2 separate regions of the Rattus norvegicus genome follow, and region 1 is linked to region 2. Evidence: chromatin contacts called from public Hi-C data. All regions are on one chromosome and are shown on one strand. The core of a region is the stretch at or near the end of the contact, and the rest is flanking DNA. Distances in the headings are between cores, read along the strand shown.

Evidence for each region. Hi-C and Micro-C count contacts between places; a contact is called where the count stands out from the background.
Region 1: a Hi-C map of liver shows a contact between it and region 2, with 4 times the contacts expected there. The contact joins the promoter of Adk here to the enhancer-like site in region 2. A contact is called at or near these places in 2 of 12 Hi-C or Micro-C datasets (frontal cortex and liver).

Annotation. Positions count from the first base shown.
Region 1 is chr15:3,293,790-3,297,342 of GRCr8, forward strand. It overlaps Adk (adenosine kinase), which reads right to left and starts at 1,956. Exons shown (of 11, transcript NM_012895.3): 1 at 1,883-1,956. The coding sequence starts at 1,944. Ap3m1 (adaptor related protein complex 3 subunit mu 1) reads left to right here and starts at 2,429. Exons shown (of 9, transcript NM_133593.2): 1 at 2,429-2,455.
Region 2 is chr15:3,234,711-3,238,123 of GRCr8, forward strand. The region is part of intron 3 of Adk (adenosine kinase); the gene reads right to left. Among named protein-coding and RNA genes, the nearest start is that of Adk, 59 kb to the right of the region's middle. Within about 2 kb of position 1,846, at least 12 of the 93 cell types and tissues checked have an H3K27ac peak or open chromatin away from gene starts, as enhancers often do. A contact at or near this core is called in liver, where this site is marked.

The sequences.
Region 1 (3,553 bases), core at 706-3,205, 59 kb after region 2:
AATGTATTAACAGTTAAACAAAATTGGTAGAAATCTCTTAACTGCCAGGAAAATCATAAGAGTAATCCAGTCCAAATGCACTCTCATTCAGCTATCCTTCATGAAAGGTAAACTAATAAAAGGAGGAACAGTCGACTCAAAGTTCTCTGCATAGCATTAAAGAGCTGTGTCCCCATAGTCAAAACGACTAATCTTTGAACTTCGCCTCTGCAGAAAGCAGTAGGTTAGCATTCTGGGAAGTGAACTTTATTTGACTAAATTATTTACAATTTTAAATAGACAGATATGTGGCTGTTCCATTTTTGGTAAAATTGAGATAATTATAGAAATGTTCTTACCAGGTTGTTATGGCATTGAGTTAAAATATGTAGAATGAGACTGGCATATACATATCTAAGTAGTAAACATTACCATGGATCATTTAAAGAGAAACCAAAGCATGTCTTGGATGTTGTGCAAACACACTAGAACAAAATAATAAGCCTGAACCTCATGCCCTGAGTTCAAATTTTCCTTCCTTAAATGTTTTATTTGAGCTTCCGCACCTATAAAATTTGATTAATCCCTGCCTTTCTTTCATAGAGGCTTTTATACCATTACTTCAGATGGTAAGCACTGTTAAAAGGGATCATATACAAACTCTTACTTTTATTAAAAGAAAAATCTAAGGAGACAGTATCTGTTTTATTTAGTGGGGAGGGGCCAGAGAGCAACAGAAGAATAGGTTCACTCCGTCCACCATGTGGGTCCTGGAGTCTGACTGAACTCAGGTCATCCAACTGGGCAGCAAATGCCTTTATCTGCTGAGCCATCCCACCGGCCCAGATAATCTAAAATTTAAAATAAAACATCCTCAGTTGGTTTTGTTTCTCATGTTTTACGTTTGTAGTATTAGACATGCACAATGACCTAAGAATAATAGGCATACAGTAAAGCCACTAAAAGGGATTTGGTCATCACCATTCCAACCAAGAACATGATTTGGGACCCCCAACTAACCTTTTCTTTTCAGTTGTGAATAAATGTTGTGAATAAACTCTCTTTTTGAACATGATAAAGAGATGTTGAAATAAATGGAATTTGTTTTGTATAATCAGTAAGAGCCCCCACGGTTTTAAATCAGTTTGATGCGTCTATTTTTAGTAGCAAAATCACTGCCTTCCAATGAACACTTCAAAGTCATCAGACACTGAACGCGCCGGACTTTATACTTATTAGGAAGAAATTTCTTTTTAACAAACGGCTTTTTATAAGTGAAAGTCGCAACACCAATTACATGTGCGTCAGGTATTGGGAGAGCTCTCCATTCCTATCAAATATGCAAAGGGAAAAAAAAGAAAAACAAACAAGAACTTTTCTAACCAATTAGCCAAATGCTACCCTAGCAAAGCCTCTGAGGTGAATTGGGGGTCCCTGGGGCGAGGGGGTCTCCAAAGATAATTTCAGAGAGCTGACAGAAAAGGTCAAAACGCTCTGCAACGCCTACTGAAAAAATTCCAAGAATGTTATCTTTTACCAGGGTCCAGGAGGCGCCGGGCGCCTTCCCGCTAAATACCCTAGGAAAGGATGCAGCTCCAAATAGGTCCTTTAGGGTCGCGCTAGCGCGGCCCGCGAAGGCTCGCACGTGGCGCCAGAGGAAGACTCAGCCCCCGGACCAGGTGCTCTGATTGGTCAATGGCTGCCAGGGCCGAGTATGCACCTGAGCAGAGTCCAGAACCAGAGGGCACTGAGGGGAACAGCAGCCACGCGGGCAACTCCCCGAGCTGCAGGTCCTGCGGGTTGGCCCCACGAACGCAGTCACCATCCGGCTGCGCCAGCCCACGTGGGCCTTGGCTCGCTGCAAGTGCCTTCTCCCTCCTCCCCCACGCAGGGTTGCTCTCACCTCAGCGCTTCTGGCGCTTCCACCTTGAGCTTCTTGGGCTTCGGCTCGTCCGCAGCTGCCATCTTCGCACTCTCACCGCGGTTTGGCTCTGCCGCGCGTCCCGCCCCTCAGCCCGGTGGCCCCGCCCCTCTGCTCGTCCCCGCCCCCTTTCCACTAAGCCCCGCCTCCCTGAACTCCGCCCAATCCGTGACTCTGGTCTGTCACCATTGGCTCTACGCGCGTCTGAAGTCCCGTCCCTCCAGGACCTCATTTACTACGGTAAGGGACCCAAAACGCAGTTAGGCTGCGGGTGAGCGCCTGCGCTCAGGGAGTGCCAATCTCCCTGTTCCTCCAGACCCTGAGTAATGTGGAAGATTCAGAGCCTCAACCTCCGGAGACACCGTGCCTCTCGCTGAACGCCTTTCCGCTCGTTGTTTCTTTCTAGTCCCGCTGACCTCCTCGGCGCCTCGGAGGCTGCTAGTCAGGCAGTGTGTTGGGCACTCCAAGCGCGGGGTCCTCGCGGCTTTCTCTGCTGCTTCAGCTTCGGTTCAGAGAGGACCCGGCACCGAATCACTGACTCGCCCAGGTGTCGGGGTGAGTGTGAGGGCGGGGAGTCTCCGGGTTGGAGACATCTCAAAAGCCGGGGAACAGACTGCATAGCTCCGGCTCGGGACTCTCTCTGGGGCTCCAGGAGTGTCCCTGCTGCTGTGCACCAGGGCCGCGCCTTCCCCCTCACACCCGGGCTTCCTAGTCAGCTGGGCCGGAAGGGAGCGGTGCACCTGCCACGTAGGGTTCTCGGACCCTGGACTCCAGGCGCGAGAAATGACATCTACAGTGAGGTGGGGTACCGACGACTTGAACTTGTCAGCCCCCAGGTTTGGCCGTGGAGGGCAAATCCCCCGATGACGCTAAGAGAACGCTTTCTTTATAGGGTGGTGCCTGGACGAGCTAGCCTGGGATGGGGAGACTGTGAGAAGGGTGTAGCAGCTTCTCACGAGACAGGTGACAGGGCTGTAAACGGAAAAGGCGGCTTGGAGTATGGAAGCGTGATGAGTGGATGAGTGGATGTCATGGATTTGTTTAGTACTGAAGCTTTAACTTCCTGGTTGAGAAGTCGGGTCACTCGAAAAGCTTTTTTTTTTTTTTTTCAGCATTTATTTGAGATTTTGGCTTGGAAATACATTACACAGAAGAAAGGAATTTTCTGCAAGCAAATATATAAATCTCCTTCCTTTGTATTGAAAAAAGAAAATGTGCCCCCTTTGTTTTTAGAGAGGACAGGACCTTTACCTTCCCACTGCTATTACCTTCTGTTTCTCAGTGCCTTCTGTCTTTTAAACTTTATTTTTGCATTTACTTGTTTGTTGTATTGTGTGGCATGCCACAAAACACATGTAGTAGAAGTTAGAGGACAACTCCTGGGCTACAATTCTCTCCTTCCACTATGAGGATCTTAGGGATCAAACTCAGGTCCTTAGGCTTGATAGCAGACACTTTTTTTTTTTTTTTTTTTTTTGATGAGCCATTTCAGCCTCCTTTTCCTACTTGCTGCTTCTAGCTAAGAACCATACTGCAATGTCGTTGCCAACATCCTACTGAGTTATCACCAAAATTACTTTAGCCAAGATCGCCGATGTCCATTTGACATCCAATACGACAACCATATATTCTTGGTATGGATTTCAAAAAAAA
Region 2 (3,413 bases), core at 596-3,095:
AAGTCCCTTGAAGAGAGAGCTCTTTTTCTTCCTCTGCTTTGTAGAGTATAGCAAAGTAGGAGGAAAATCACCTTTAGGCTATCTCTATAAAGTAGTACAGATACGTATTTGTTAATAACTTTGCAACTGTTACCTTTTCTTACACGAATCTCCTGACCATATCTTAATACACCGTTCATATTCCAAGCAATGAGAAATTTATTTGTTTATAAATGAATGTGAATAAAAATGGTTCTATCTTTTACCATTGCAGGTATGTAGGCATGTTCAAAAACAGAAGACAAACTATTCCTGAGTCTCTGTTTACAAATGAAGTTGGTATCTTTCATTCTTTTGATAACTTTATAGAGCTATGATAGATATACAGAACTATATGTCTAGTGTGACGGTATATATGCCTAGTGTGATGGTATATATGCCTAGTGTGACGGTATATATATATGCCTAGTGTGATGGTATATATGTCTAGTGTGACGGTATATATGTCTAGTATAGATGGTATATGTGCCTAGTATGATGGTATTGCTCAGATATAAAATGCAAGTTCCTGGCACCTAGCATTTGTTAAAGGCTTCATCCTTAACTCAGTGTTCAAAAGGGAGACTTCTGGAAAATGAAGGAATCACAGGAGCTCTGCCTTAATCTGTAGAGTGCCCTGCTAACGGATTAGGAATTTAACCATGTTATTGAAAAGTGACACACAGTAGGAAGATCTGAGGCCTCCCTGGAGGTGATATGCTCTTAAAGGGAGTATCTCATAACTGCCTCCTCTCATCACCCTTGTTCCTTCTCTCTCATCTCTTGTCCTCTAAATCTCTGTCACTATCTGGGCTTGTTGGTTTCCCAGAACAGCACCCGCCACCCTGTCTTGCCACAGTCCCACAGTGATGAAGTCAGCCATCCTGGACTGACCAAAGTCTAAGTCTCTGAGCCAAAATAAACTCTTTAAATTGTCTCTCATGGCACTTTCCTGATGTGTTATGTTCAAACACAGTAACTACCACGGGGGGGGGGGGGGAACACTTATTGAATCAAAGTGGCATTTTTCATATTTTAAGCTATTCCATTTATAAAACTATGATGGCAATGGGGTAAAAACAATCCATAGAAAACTAACAGCCAGTTTCACTATGGGATTATTCAGAGTCAAGCATGAGGTTGGGATTAATCACACCACAACTATAATTGCTTTCCTCGCTAGCTTTAAAATCATCCCCTAGAGCGGAGCATTCAGAGTGGAGAAACAAGCAAAAGTCTGCTTAGAGAAGCAAGTGTCACTGCTGACCAAATCTTTCCCTGTGTGGCAACTGGGTTTTCCAGGGAGTGGTTGGGGGAAGCATGAGTGACTGTTTATGGAATCTGATTCATCAGATTTCAGAAACTAGGGCTATTGTTAATAAAAACATAGTTACTCCACATACAGCAATGCCAACCATCAGTATACCAGAAGCTCTTGTATCACTGAATCAGGGAAACTGTAGGTGAAAGTGAGCTAATGTAAAGTATCCACAGATTTTTTTTTATATCATGATTTGTCAAGGTTATTTTGAAATATACGAATCAATAATAGTGTTTTTGAGAATAATACATGCCTTGTTAATTATATAATTGCATTTTAGGGATTTCTGTCTTGTTTTAGTGTGTAAGTGTATGTGTGTATGTATGTACTTTACATGTGTCTAAGTGCAAATGCATGTATACCACAGCAAAAACGTGGAGGTCGGGGGTCAAGCTCAGGTGCTATCCACCTTGTTTTGATCAGGGTGACTCTCTGTGGTACACACCACTGCAAACAGCAAGCCTGCTGCCCCGCGGGCCTTGGGGAACTCTGCTATCTCTGTATCTTCCGTCTCACTGCCAAAGCTCTGGGCTACAGGCACACACTGTGTTCCACTTGTTCCAGAGTCCCAGTCAGGTGCTCATGCTTGGCAAGCTCTGAATTCACTGGGCTGTCTTCTCAGTCAAAAAACTGTTTCATATCTATATTTCTTATTTTTTAAAACCCTGGTCCTGAGTACAGAGAGATTTCGGTTATTCTTTTTAGTAGATATAAAGTACTTGTTCATATTTATGGGCATCATAAACTTTAACAACTCAATACATGCACACAATGCATTCCAATCAAACCAAGGCGAATAGCATTTCTACTTTCTCTGTGAGAATTTTAGCTATTTAAATTTAAGACACAAATGACATTATTTGTAAACACGTTTCATGAGGAGCTGCTGATAAATTTTTAATTTAAGATTCTGTTCATACTCAATTGGGAGTTTTCATTAGTGCAGAGGTCAAAAAAAAACCCTACATGATAGAAAACAAGTCAAAGTAAAGTCACCCAACTGCCAATACTCGCCAATAAAGAACAGATAAAATTATTCTGATAAAAATGCCGTACTAACACGGGGCATGGTGGCGCACACCTTTGATCCCAGAGCTTGGGAGGTAGAAGCAGGCGGATCTCTGTCAGTTTGGGGCCAGTCTGCTCTACAAAGCTAGTTCTTGAGGGCTTTTACACAAAGAAACCCTACCTCAAAAACAAAAACCCAACAAACAAAATGCCATACTAATCAACAATAAAAAAGGAATTAAATGATACATGCAACAATAATGATCCGTGTCAAAACAAATCAGACAGCCAAGCATAGCAGTGCACGGCTCTCACGCCAGCACTCATGAGGCAGAATCAGACATCTGGGAGTTCAAAGCAAAGCCAGTATGGTATGCAAAGGAGTTCAAACCAGCCAGGGCTACACAGTGAAAGTCTATGCCAAAATAGGGGGTGGGGAAGGAGAAGAAATGAAGAGGAGAAGGACGAGGACGAGGACAAGGGGGAGGAGGAGGAGGGGGAGGAGGGGGGGAGGAGGAGGAGGACAGAAGAATAGAGAGGAGGAGGAGGAGGAGGAAATAAAAGAAGTCTTATTTAAAAGACTGAATCACACATATGGTTTCACTTACTCAAGATTCTAGCGTAAGCAAACTGGAACAACAACAACAACACCTTCTTAACTACTGAACCCTAGTTATTTGGGGGAAAGTATTCTGACATCGACACTTACTCTGAAATGAATCCAAAAATAAATAAACAAACTAATGAATGGCTTGGAGACCAAACCTGAAAGTGATAAAGAAGTACAGTAAAATATGAATGATAAAATCCAGATGTAAATGTGAAGTGCGCTTCATTTTTCCATAGGTATATTGTTATGTGCCAGATAAAATTGTTAGAAACATTTTTCCATAATAAATTGCAAGGAAAAAGATCATTAGTCAAGCTCTAAACAAGGAGGTGAACTGTGCCTTGGACAGCTAACAGACTTTTAAATAAACATTAAAACAAACTAAAATAGCAAATGATTAAACTGTTACACAGCAAACAGTACATAGCACACATGTACTCGCATGTGCAAATAAAG